3 separate regions of the Rattus norvegicus genome follow, and regions 1 and 3 are each linked to region 2. The links are chromatin contacts, called in public Hi-C maps. All regions are on one chromosome and are shown on one strand. Each heading gives the region's core, a stretch centred on a gene start, on an enhancer-like site or on the middle of the called end of the contact. The rest is flanking DNA. Distances are from core to core; before and after follow the strand shown.

Region 1 (4,293 bases), core at 452-2,951, 230 kb after region 2:
TTGCACAATGAAATTTCCTGGCCTATCTCAAGTGAGCTCCTAATTTCTGAGTTCGTTCATTCATTTATTAGCTGAATTAATATTCAGACTTACTGATCACAGTTTTTAAAATATCTAGTATTTCTTAAGCACTGGGCATGCAGATTTAAGACACATTCTGGACCCTGAAGGAGTTCGGTCATGAGGACACCTCTGTTGACTCTTGATTCTCACAGGACCCTTTTGGTGAACAGCAGAGGTACTGACTGTTAGCTACGCTCCTGAGTCTTCTTCATATTGTTTCTTTAAATATGCAAAACACGTTCATTAAAGATGGTCCCCAATCCCTTGCCCTCATTCTCTCAGGCTCATGGAGAGCATTTTTTATCACACTAGTTAAAATAAAAAAGACAAGGAAGCACCTGAGCCTTGTGTGCTGGTAGCAACAAGTGAGATGGGCAGAGAATGAACGGGCAGTTCCACCAACGATACGTTCTGCTCGTGAAGCACACCGCTCCGTGCGACCTCTGAAGACCCAGACGGGAGCAAACTCCATTTCAAATCAGTGTGGAAGGCCTCTCAGGATCTCTCTGGGGAGGGTGTCCTTGGGAGACCTGAGAGGACAGGCAAGTTAGCATGTGATGTTGAGCATCCAGTCAGGAGCAAAAGTTCCAGCCCTGCCTCGGCTCACACAGGCATCCTGGGCAGGGAGCGAGGGAGGTTCAGTCTGCGTCTGTTCTGGTGTTGCTGATCGCTACTGGAGAAAGAGACTCCATCTTACCCAGCCCTCTTCGTCTTTCGTTCTGCCCGGTTATGTAAGGTCACCCAGACAGAGAACGTGCTTTGCTGCACACATGGTCCCATCTTAAACACAGTGGACTTGGACTCAGAGAGGGAGTCGCAGCCTTGGCGCTGGCCCTAATGACTTGCATGGCTCCGGGCAATCACTTTTCTTCTGGTTCTTAGTTTTCCTAACTGAAATAGCTTAGTCATTTTGTTTAGTGTGTGTGTGTGTGTGTGTGTGTGTGTGTGTGTGTGTGTGTGTGTGTGTGTATAAGACAGAAAGTGGGGGAGGCATACTTGTGCTTTATCACAAAAGTGCCTAAGCTCAGAGATCGGAGATACAGAAACAGGATGGAGTTCCCTGATAAGGCTCAGAGGGAGATACATAGACTTCCCACTTGCTCAAACCCTTCTCTTCCACACCCTCCAACACATACTTTAAAAACCTCGAGAATGGGTAAGCTGCATTTTTTCCTAATTAAGCTTTACAACCACAAATAATTTTAAAAGGCCCACGTCCAAATATATACACGCTGGCAAGCTATATAGATTTACTGCTGCCTATGTGTCTTGACTATAATTTTTTTCGAGAACAAAATAAGCACAGCGATAAGGTTCAATATTTTCTTCCCACACCCCAGTAGATTGTTTTACTCAATGCCTGTGATACACACACCCTGGTTTGGAGAACACTGGCCCCAGGGGTCCCCAGGTTCTTTCCAGCCATGTTGTTCTAGGTGCCTAGAACAGAGAAATGGTGATCACTGTTCACAGAAGCAGCAAGTATTTTGTTTGGGAAAGTGAAAATATCAAGGTCACTTCAGGGGAAGGGAAATACGGCTCTGTCAAGTCAAGGCCGGTTGTACTTCTCAGTGGGCCGGACACATTCTGCTGGCTCAAAGATCTATCTGGAGTTCACAGGCTCTGACACTTAGGTAGTCACTCTAGCTTCTGGTAAGGATTACTTTCTTCTAGTCATGAACTAGAAGTAGCCCCAGACCAGGCTGTGCTGAGGGTTTACTTTTCTTTTCTAGAAAAAAAATTCTTGTAAACAAACATGCAAACTGTCTTAGTCATTTAAGAAGAGTTTTATGAGGAGTGGGGACCTTAGGGGGTGTGTGCAAACTCTCTTCATCATTTAAGAAGAATTTTGTAAGGGGGTGTATTTTAGCCTCTTCTTTCTCCTTAGTCCTCCAGTAAGTGACTGTTTTGTTGAAGAAAGGTCGCTTTCTTTGGGAGGACCACAGGGCTCAAGGGAGTGGTGGCTGAAACCCAGTCCCCAGTCCCCACTCATAATTCACTTGAGAGATATGCAAAGCTGTCAGGACTGCCAAAGGCCTGCTTGCCAAGGCGGGCTCCTCTCCAATGCACTTCTATATTTATGAGAAACCGAAATAAAACACAGCGCTAAAAGACAGGCACAGACACACAGTCAGGCAATCCCCAAGAGCATGCCTAACAAAAGGCAAAAGACTCGGGACAGGCCATCAGGAGGTCAGCAGAACAAAATGGTGGCTTCGTGGCTCCGGGGACCCTGATCTTGGCCCAGCCTGAAATCTATCTTTGGACAAAGTCTGGAGAAGTCTTATTACCCCTGTGTCAGTGTGGCCAACTGAGAAGATTCCCATCACCAGCTGAGTTCCCTAACGTTGCCATGGCAAAGCCTCACAAATCCAGTGGCTCACACAGGCTCCATAGCTTTCTCATGGTCCTGGAGGCTCAAAGTCTGAAGTCGAGGTGTCAGCAAGGCGGTGGTGCTCCCTCTAAAGGCTGAAGTTAGGGGCTCCTCCTTGGTTCTCCAGGCTCTTCATGGTGGCCGGCATCCTTGGTGTTCCCTGGATCAGAGCTACATCATTTCTGTCGACTGTGACCTTTCCCCTCAACCTTTCTTCTTGTGCATCTGCTTTTGCCTAAACCCTCCCCCTTGACTCGTCCTCCCCATCTCTCCTTTCCCTTTTATGTATGTGTGTGTGTGTGGCGGGGGAGGCACTTTCATGTAGCCCAGGCTGTCTCTACACTTGCTATGTAGACAAGGATAGTCTTGGACTTCTTGATCCTCCTTCCTCTACCTCCCAAGTGCTGTAATTACAATCCATTCTATCGTTGACTCCCATTTATGTGGCGATGGGGATTGAAAACAAGGCTTCTGGCCTAGAGATTTGCTTGCTCCGAAAGATTCTCAATCCCTCCAGCTTACTTTTTTTTTTTTTTTAAATAAGGATATCAGTTATGTTGACGTTAGGGCCCAACCTAATCCAGTATGACATAATCTTAAGTTAGTTACATCTACAGAGACCCTGTTTATCACTGAAGTCACTTTCCTAAGTTCTGAGTGGACATACACTTTGGAACAGAACAGGGAGCATATTTAACCTAATGTGGTCCTTAAATATACTTTCCCCAGGAAAGAAAGAGAAATAATGCCTCTTTATAACTTTTAATAATAATAAGCTATTTATTCTTCTTATTGCATGTGTGCATGCATTTCTGCTGGCTCGAAGTTTTTGCTTCCTTAAGTTCATAATAGCCATTGTGAAGCTTCTGAGGAGGGGCTGTGGCAAATGGGAAGGCAGATGGCCTTGAGGTTTCTCTTTAACTCTCTCCATGGGCCGACCTCTTGCAAGTCCGAGAGCTTAAGCCCTTTCTCTGTATTCCTGAGGTGTAGAGATCGCTCAGCACTTTTCCGAAGGCTGCAAGGAGGGATCCACAACTCATGTCTAAGGTGGGCAGGAGAAGGTTCAGATCTCGAATGTGACTTGGTCATATCAAAGCCTGAACTGAGCAGAGTCAGTTGAGTGGGTCCGGGACATCTGGTCTGAATTTAGCTTTGAAGATCAACTTCAAGGCTTGGGCTTGGGGCTACTTTACTTTGCTTAGTTTTTAAAGAGACATCTGACTTCCTTTATCTACACATCTATAAATCTGACTTCATCCTTTGTCTGTGTCTGCCCTCTCTTTGTCCATGTTGTTTCTCTTGCCTGATGGTCACTTGTCCTAACACTTAGTTTCTAACCATTAGAAAAATAAATCCGTTCTTTCTGTCATGCCTCCTGGCCAGTCTGCTCAGTTGCTAGTGGAGAGGAATTCAGCTTCCCTCATGGGCACGCTGACTCACATGCTCACCCTAGGTGAAGCTTTGCAGTCTCCATTGTTCACACTGACAGAGATGGAGATGAGAAAGAGGAGATTTGAAAAGTGTAGAGGGCGGGAGTGCAGGGGAAAAAATCAGAAAAAAAAAGTGAGGAAGTGACTGACCCCAGCCAAGACCAACAGATGAAAACCTGGGGATGAAACCTGGAAGGGCCACAGAAAACCCAGTGGGCAGCTTGGGGCTGCATCGAATCGGCGTGCAGTGAATATAATGCAGAACAATTTGGAGATATTGGGAGCAAAGAAATCCACACGGGGACCCGGCCAAGGGGACAGGGAGGAGGAAACTGGATGGAGGGGAGAGATAGCTGGTAGTAAGTTCTGTGGTCTGAAATTGACACTGTAAACTTTTCTGACCCTGTATAGTGTTTAATATCTGAA
Region 2 (4,341 bases), core at 1,130-3,629:
AAAAATTACAACCCTACCTCACGTTGGAGTAATGGAGGACGACAGGTGGTGAGAAGGGCTTTATCTTTGTAAGGAACCAAATAAAACATGTAGCCAAGTCTAAAGACCTCTAGGAGAGAGTCAATAGCTTTTAATCTCTCCTAGCCCAGATTTTGTGCATTGTTGGTTAAGCTTAAATAAATATATAATATATAATATAATAAAAATATGTAATAAGGTAACTCCCCAAAGAACCCTAGCTCGAGGCAAAACTGTTCTGATTGAACAAGAAGCTCTGTCAATCATTTAAACCACACTCCAGGCACAGAGAATTTGGAGGCGGGGCAAGAGGGGGCAGGGCAAGCGGAGGGGTGGTTCCCAGAGCGTAGTCTTCTTGTCTCCACCCCTTGAATTTTGCATTCTGTGTTTCCAGGGCCTCTTACGCACTTAGCCACACTCACTTTTAGTCTGGTTTAAGTGATTGGTGGAGGGTGAGGGTGCTAGGGTGGGGTGGAGTGGGGAAAAAGGGAGGAGAGATGGAGAGGGCCAGCATCCAGTGGGAACTTGAGGCTGTCTTCATCCCACATCCCTCTTCACCTCTCAAACCTATGTCCATCTTTTATCCTAAGTAAAATCTGAATTCAGGAGGGGAAAAAAAGCATTAAATTCAGGGACGAATATTCGGCACAGAACACCAAACTCTTTCAGCCCATACCCCACGCGCTACCCCAGCACTCCTGAAGTATTCTTTCTCTTCCTGGGAGGAAAAAAAAGAGACATTTTACAGTCTAACGTGTTTTATCATCGATCATAGTCAATCATATTAATTCAAAAGCAGCAAGTGTACATGGGGGTGAGCTCTCAATACCGTCACCCAAAAGACATTAGTTGTCAAAGATGTGGGGTGTGTGTGTGAGTGTACGCGCGCGCGCGCGCGCGCGCGCGCGCCCCTGAGCAAGTAGGAATGGAGGGAGAGGTAAATCTGGAGGCACTGAGATGGGGGTTGGGGTGAGGCTTGGAGGGAATCAAGGTAGAATTAGCTCTGAAGATGGATAACGCATCTCTAGATTCCAATTAGAATGACCTTTAACACAAAAGAATCTTTAAAGTTTAGGGAGAAAAGTATGGGGGCGGGGTGGAGAAGGGAGTTGATAATTTAACCTGTTCTTTTTCAGAGTGGATTCTAGGGATTTGGACTTTGAGACTCAGAAGGAGCTCGGAGTCAGGATTGCCACGAGTTAGGAGTGGGGGAGGGTCAGGCTGGGGTGGAGATTGAAAGGAGATGGAGTGTAAACTGGTACAGGCCGAGTTAGGCAGCAGCTTAGGATAGCAGGCTCTGCCAGGGATTCAAGTCTGAGGTGCAAGGACCCACCCCATCTACTCCCAGGAGCTACCAGGGTCTAAGCCACTGGCGTGCGCAAAGCGCTCGAGTTCCCAATCTATCCCGGGTCCCCACCCATCCAAGGTGCCTCCCTCCCCAGCTCGCGTGTGGTGCAACTGGAATCCCGGTAGCGCTCACCTATCTTGGTTTGCTCGCCGTAGCTCTTTTCGTTGAGGCAAACCCCGCGGCCGTGCAGCAGGGCGTGCAGCGGCTTCTCCTCATCCTGCCGGGGGAGACAGCGCAAACCCTGGGCGCAGCGCTCAGTGTAGACGCCACACGACTGTCCCTCCGCCAGGGCGCAAGTCATGCAGCAGCCACAGCCGGGCTCTTTGACCAGCTCACAGCCCAGAGGGCTGGGGGGACACATGGACAGAGCTTTCTCGTCGCAGGGTTCACAATGCACGAAAGAGCCCAGGCCTTGAGCCGGCACGGCACAGGCGGCCAGCAGCAGGAGGACCACGCTGATCACCATTTTTTCCGAGTCTGGCTTTACCTCGGGGCGGGGCAGGAGAGCGAGAGTGTGTGGAGAAAGGGGCCAAGAGGGAGCCTGGAGATTTTTTTTTTTTAAAAAATATCTCTTGCAGGTAAAGCAGGTGCTGTCCTCCAAACACTTGCAAAATATGAGGCAAGGAGGATTCAGGTGCCTGCACGCAAGTCCCAATTGCAAGGATTAAAGACTTGCAACAGGTTGGGGGTGAAAAAAAAAGAGGCGCGCCAGGTGCACGCAGTGAGTGGAGACCCAGGCGGGATCGGGGCAGAATTGGAGGGGTGATGAAGAGAAACACAGAATCGCTCACCCCAAAGCTACAGAAATAATGATCTTGGAGGCCTTGAAACGGGGAGAGGTGAAGGAAAAAAAATGGATTTGGCTTAATTTTTTTTTTTTTTGCCTTTGCTTAAAACCTAAAACGCACCCCCACTTCTCTCAGCTGCCAGCTGCGCCGCTGCGCAGAACAGGTAAGAGGCGTCGGCGGCGCCAAGAAGATCGGGAAAATGTTGAAATCAAGGGAGAGGAAAAAAGAAAAAGGCAAAAACTCAGACCTCACCAAACCTGGACCCCAACACCTCTTTTCTCCTGCTCTGCCACCACCTCTTCGAAACCCGCAGGAAGTCCGGAGAAGGGTGCAGACCGAGGAGGGGGATAACAAAAAGGAACAAAAAAGGGGGGAAAAAAAGCCCAAACAGCTTTGCAGCTCTTTCCTAGCTCTTTTAAAACCCCCGGCAGAAGTTTCCAAAGAGACTGCGGGCTCTGGTCGAGCAGGCGCTTTTAAATAGACGGCCCCTGGCTGCCAGCCAGTTGTAGCTGCAATTTGAGCTCCCCAACACCCAACCCATGCAAGGATGCCAGGGAGCTTTGCAGCGCAAACTCACACGGGGTGGGGGTGGGGAGAGGCCTTCTAGACACGGGGGCTCCCCTTCGCTCCCTGCACAGCGCCCTCCTCCCCACGGAATGTACGGAAAGGGCTTGGGGGTACGGGGCGAGCTACAGAGGAGAAGAGGGAGAAAGTAGAGGGAGGGGTGGATGGCTGTAATCGTCAGGAGCTGGGTGAACACAATGGGGCGAGTGGGTTTTCTGGACAACTAGCCCGGACACTGGCTGTTAGGAGTCACATTTTCTTATTAGCCGTGTATACCCTACCCAAGAAGTCATTTCCAACTTAAGAAAAAAAAGTGTCTAAATGACTATTGAAGGTTTGCCTGTCTGTGTGTTTGTGTTTGGGGGACAAGTAGTGTACAGTAGCTGGTGAGGGGCGTTGAGATGAATTTAAAGGAGAAAAGGAGGGTGTGTGTGCACACACACCCCTCCCCCCATCAGAAGTCCGGACAGAGGGATTATGGCACGGGCTTGTCGTTGTTGTTCTGGTGGGATACTGATTTTGGTTATACTCAATGGTCATTTTCTTTCACCTACATAGATGACTAGGGAAGCTCGTGTGTGTGTGTGTGTGTGTGTGTGTGTGTGTGTGTGTGTGTGTGTGCACTGTGTACTTTCAAGAAAGGATAACCCCCCCCTTCTGCCCCAGCTTTGTTGGGAGCAGTGACTGAGTCCCTGGAGAAAATGCTGTGGGTGGTCAATTTTATCTGGTGACATAGACACCTTCAATGTCCTTTTAAATGGAAGGAAGGTAGACTAAAGTGATAACCTTCTTGGGGTTGACAACAGGGCAGGCAGATCCTGGAGCGAACAGGTACCTGACTGCAGGAGACCTTGTTTTAAGATTAATGTGTGCAGAGGTATTTGAGACGGCAGGACCCTGGGGCCTCCACATGAGAAGTCCTCACCCAGGACTTCATGCCTCACAAATCCCCAGACCGCTGGTCAGCACTTGGGACCATTCTCCCCGTAGGAAAATGAAAGAAAACTTAATTTTTGAAAGAAGGAATATGATGGCTTTAGCTCTTTTTGTTTGTTTTGAAAATTAAGTTGACCTGATAGGTGGTCTGTAGACTGCCCACCCATGTAAAAAAGACATGACCAAGAGCATGATGGTGTCTGGGGAGTTCTTGCCCTTCTTGGAGTCTCTTCTGCCCTTGCTAAGTGCTCTGTTCTTTTAGGAAAAGGGGCTGCATTTCATGACTTTTGCCACTAGACTGCACCCTTATCTATGATAAGAATTCTTGCTGGAGGACTGCTTTTGAGAAACTATTTCCCTGGCTGGCTCCGTTGGGATCATCTCACCCGGTGGTGTTCTCATTCCCGATCCTGATCAGAGTGTCAGTTCTCTGTGTGCCAATAGGCACATTTTTTAAGCAAACCCAAAGTTTAAAGTTGTGCTTTTACACTCATTGCCAACGCAGTTTTATTGTGTTGGTGGCTAGGAGAGGGAGGAAGAGCAGTGTGCACCAATGTAACAAAAAGGCGGGCGGGGGCCGGGGGATGGTTGGCTCCCAGAACCTATCTCTACTGTCAGAAGGCCTGGGAAAGCAGGGAGCAAATGAATGTTAAAAAATAGGTTGCGGTATTTTAGAAGGAAAAGAGA
Region 3 (4,587 bases), core at 1,881-4,380, 180 kb after region 2:
TTTAGTGGTTGGGCAGGCCAGATGTTCCACTAGGGAGGTAGTGACTTAGTCAATGCTGCAGACACCTTCTTCTGCTGTTTCCGCTGGCTGCCACACTGTGATCTCAGAAATGGGTTTAATGACTGCTCAAGGACACAACAGGACTAGAATCTAATGTCTGGTGATAGAGGACTCTACTGTTTGTGCTTTTTGATACCCTACCTAGTAAGTAAAATCTGGAGGTCCACAAAGGTAGTGGGGACTTCGGTGGAAGACGGTTGACTTTCAGTACAAAGCCCATGATCTTGAATGGTTCTATCTCAGATGGAGTGATAGTAAAGGGGTCTCCTTAGGATTGTCAGACAGATGGGATGCCTGATTTTGGGAGAACATAGTCATCTTAGAGAGAGCTTGCTTTTAAAAATGTCTCACATGTAAACCACAGTTTGTCTAGGAAGAACACATTCCTAGATAAATTTTTTGAGAGCTGTGGAATATCATGAGACTTCAGTGAGGAGCAGATCAGAAAGACAGACTGCCTTAGTACCAGTTCCAGCTCAGTTCCTCGTGTTGTGTGACCTTATGTAAGTCTCAAGATCTCCCACATAGGGTTATTACATGGATTACAAAAATTACATGAGATATTTATTAGTATAATCAGGGTATCATGACATAATGGTGGGGCCTTGTAATCATAAACCACTTTGGGGTTACCTAGAGTCCTTTGGCATGCTATAGAGTTTAATAGATGGAGCACTCATTCTGTGCCCTTGGGAAGAAAGGGCTTTGGTATCATGTCAGTATGCCAGGAAGACAAAGAAGTTTTCAGTCACTTTGGGGCTGCGGATCTCATCAGTGGTCAGCAGTGACTCTTCTGATAGAAGCTGGGAGAGTCCCTTCTAAAGAGAAGTTTGATGTCTCAGCCTCAAGCCTTGGTGGGGGCTATTAGCTCATAGATGGGCCCCTTAGCTATACTGTGAATGGTCTAGAAGTCATCATGAGTCAAAGTACCTTCTTGCAGACCCAGGGGGCTGCCACAGAGAGGTCAGGGAGAGTGGGAAGGTGAAGTGAGGCGTTTTCTCTCTCATCTATAAGATATACCACCACATCATCTGTTTGCATTGTTCGGCAGGACATTGGTCATAGGGAAGGAACACTAGGATTAGGATTGATCAGCTTTCTGAATAAAGTTCTAAGTTTCTAGTTCTTTCTTCTGACAACACCCTGATGATATTCAGTCATAATGAAGGACTAAAGAGAGACTTTATTCCACAGAGGGCACCAAGAAGATAACTGTCTCCAGGTTGGGGTAAAGTAAGTCATCCTGGGTGGTCAGTGTTGATTCAACCCTCCTAGAATTCTGACAGTATTTTCTTTTATTTTCACAGATAAGTTTTACTCAAAACTGTAAGGCAAGGCTTAAGAGTGGTTCTCAGATTAATAGAAGACAGATGTGAGTTCAATCTTAATTTGTGTATACTAACTGGACACTGAACTCGAGTCTCCTCTTCTAGACCATAAGGATGGGGACATTAATGAAGGCCTGCAGGGAGAAGACATGGAGTCACATGTCAGGCAAAACAGTGTCAAGTTCTATTCTAGATAATAGTTGTATCCCCTCCTCCTTCTTGTCCTTCTCTTCTCCTCCCTTTTATGTCTACATCATTTCCCTATTCCTTAGCATCTTTCTGAATTGATGGTCCTAGTCAAAAAGGGCATTGGATAAGACAATAAGAGAAGGATTAGTGTAGGAATGGGGCAGCCAGACATTACCTCTCCATGTCTATATTCAGCACCAATGATCTGGCTGGGTAATGGGAAATTATCTGTCACTCAGGTACCTAGGGAGGAGGACTCCTTGTTCAAATTGCATAATAGTTATTAGAGAGATAGGCCTGAAAAGAGCTGCTATCAGGTGCCAGAGAGGCCAAGCACAGATAAAAAGGGACAAGGAACAGGGAGGCAGAAGGAAGGTTAAACTCCAGGAAGCAGAGGGTAAAGGACAGAGGGACATGCTTAGGAGCAGAGTCGTCCCAAGGAACACTATCCAAGCAGCAGCTTTCTGGGTACAAACTTTCTGGGAAAGCTTTCTAAATAGAGGATGAGAAGGGTGTTTGACTCTCCAAAGACTAAACACTTAAATTTGTCATTTTCCTTCCAGTGGTTTTCCATAGGGCTCTGGAACTGAGAAATCATTTGATGTCATCAATAGGGAGAATGAAGATCCCAGAGACATGACAGGATTTGCTCCCACGCTTACTGACCAGAACTGGTTAACTACAATGTATGCTTGTGTGTGCATCTGCCTGTGTATATGAGGGCACAAATGTGAGGGCTTGTGAAGGACAGATAGGGGAGAGCTTTGGATGTCCTTGGGTGCCATTTTTTTCCCAGCAAGCCTCCAGGCATCTGTCTGTCTCTGCCTTCCTGGCGATGGAACTAGAAGCATGAGCCATTCCACTCAGCTTTTTACTCTTGTATGGCCTCTGGCAATTGAACCCGGGTCTTCATGTTTGCAAGGCAACTACTTTGCTGACTGCCTGACCTCCCTAGCCTGTCAGGAAAATGTGGAAGATAGCCTCAAAATGGCCACTCAGTAGCACCTAGCCTGATAGCCACATCATTTTTATGACTCCCTCACATTGAGCATGGGCTGAACTCCCCAACTTGCTCCCACAGAATAGAATAAAGCAGAAGCAACTTGACATCACCTCAAGCTTAAGTACTAAGTACTAAGCGGAAGGTACTAAGTCTCCTGCCTCAGCTTTCTCCTCCTTACTCAGACATTTAATAGACATGCCAATGAACACAGGGCTTGTTTTAGCTACTAACTGGAACTTTGATATGGGAGAGAAGATTCTGCAAGACTAGATTCCCATCTCTGCATGGTGACAGCCAAACTTAGATACTTGCTAAAAACTATTTCCACTCTCTATATCTGGGGAGTCTATGGACTCCAATATCCCCCTCGACATAGCTCTTTCCCCTACTCTCAGAAGTCAACTCAGCATCCATACCGCCACATTCATATTTGGTGCCTTCCCTTCTTGCCCAGGAACCAGAACAATCAAAGCAGCCCTGTCTCTTGCTTGGCTGAATAAGCAAGAACTGCGGGGTTGGGGGGCAGGGGCTCGGTTCACCAGCTGGGAGAGTCCATGGTTACTCTTTTGGCTTTGTCTTCACCCTGAGTGACACAGCACCAGCATCTGTGCACTGCCCCAGAGGGCACTCAAGGCATCTGACCTTTTCATCCCTGGGTGGCTGTGGTCTTAAGAGAAGAATACCATAATGGCCCTCTGTTCTTAGTGGACTTTGCTGAGCTAAGCTGGGCTAACAGGAGCATCATAAAAGCCCTGGGGTGAATGAGGGTTTTCTGAAGGTCATCTCGGCCATTCTTCTGCATCTGGGAAGGGCAGCTAATTAGGGATTTGGCAGGCTAGAGATGCACCAAGAAGGTGACTCTTTCATTTAGGAATTGCAAGAAGGTCCTGCAGGATCCCCAGTTAATAAAGTAGGGTACTTTCTCCCCTGATGGCCACTTCTGACCATTTCTCTTTTCCTCCAATATTCCCCTATTTTTCCTCTTTTCTATGTGAGCCAACTCATATTGCAGAGGAAAACGCAAGCATTAATTACACTTTCCGTTCCATGATTCTCTTCATCTGGAAAAGTTTCATTAAGAAAGGAATTCAGGGCTGGGCGGGGATTGCTTAGTGGGGAAAGCACCTGCTTCATTGGTGTGAGGACCAGAGTTCAGATCTCCAAGGCCTACATAAAATCTGATATGGCAGTGCATGTCTGCAATCCAAGATCACGGGTCAGGTAGAGTGGCATACAGTGTGGTGACCAAGACAGTTTCAAACAAGGTGGAAAGCTAGCACCGACACCCAAAGCTGCTCATTTGTCTTTTTTTCTTGGTCACACCCCTATCTTTCACTCCCACTCTGTCTCTGTCTCTGTTTCTCTGTCTCTGTCTCTGTCTGTCTGTCTCTGAGAGAGACACACAGAGAGACACACAGAGAGCTAGAGAGAGGGGGAGGAGAGGGAGAGGGAAAGAGAGAAAGAGTGAGGAGAGGGGCAGGGAGAGAAAAGGAGAGGAAACCGAAGTCTACTTATTGCAGCCACCAGGTGAGCTATGAGCTACAGTGAGCGAGAAGGGAAGAACAAAGTTAGAGATGAGATGTAGGGACTTTGAATCAGGTTCTGTGCCACCTGAGGAGAGGCACTATGGATGAATAAGCTCCAAGAACACAGCAAACTGGAGAAGGTTTCATTGGCCAAGACCAGAGAGACTAAAGCCCAGGACCCAGACTTTCGTCTTTCCTGTCTCATGGTCTTTTCCAAAGATTTGTTTCATGGCCTGAGTCACTATACAGGATATGACTGCTGGCTTTGGTGAGGGGAGAAAAATAAATCCTGCCCCTTTCTCAAGAAATAAACGTAAAAGCTCTTTGGGCTCATTAAACAGGCGGTTACAAGGCATCTTCGGCTTCCAGTGGCTCTTACCAAATAGCATTTTGATGAGTTAAGTGTTAATGAATCAGAAACATATGGATAAAATTTCCCTGAGAACACAGGAGTTTCTGAAACAAGCAGAGTCACCCCATT

Evidence for each region. A called contact is a pair of places that touch in the nucleus more often than the background predicts.
Region 1: a contact with region 2 is called in a Hi-C map of psoas muscle, with 5 times the contacts expected there. The contact joins the enhancer-like site here to the promoter of Igfbp5 in region 2. A contact is called at or near these places in 2 of 12 Hi-C or Micro-C datasets (frontal cortex and psoas muscle).
Region 3: a contact with region 2 is called in a Hi-C map of Schwann cells, with 12 times the contacts expected there. The contact joins the enhancer-like site here to the promoter of Igfbp5 in region 2. A contact is called at or near these places in 2 of 12 Hi-C or Micro-C datasets (Schwann cells and mammary epithelial cells).

Annotation. Positions count from the first base shown.
Region 1 is chr9:82,143,385-82,147,677 of GRCr8, forward strand. No RefSeq gene overlaps it. Among named protein-coding and RNA genes, the nearest start is that of Tnp1, 100 kb to the left of the region's middle. Within about 2 kb of position 1,702, at least 8 of the 93 cell types and tissues checked have an H3K27ac peak or open chromatin away from gene starts, as enhancers often do.
Region 2 is chr9:81,911,808-81,916,148 of GRCr8, forward strand. It overlaps Igfbp5 (insulin-like growth factor binding protein 5), which reads right to left and starts at 2,380. Exons shown (of 4, transcript NM_012817.2): 1 at 1,499-2,380. The coding sequence starts at 1,832.
Region 3 is chr9:82,086,126-82,090,712 of GRCr8, forward strand. No RefSeq gene overlaps it. Among named protein-coding and RNA genes, the nearest start is that of Tnp1, 44 kb to the left of the region's middle. Within about 2 kb of position 3,131, at least 3 of the 93 cell types and tissues checked have an H3K27ac peak or open chromatin away from gene starts, as enhancers often do. A contact at or near this core is called in Schwann cells, where this site is marked.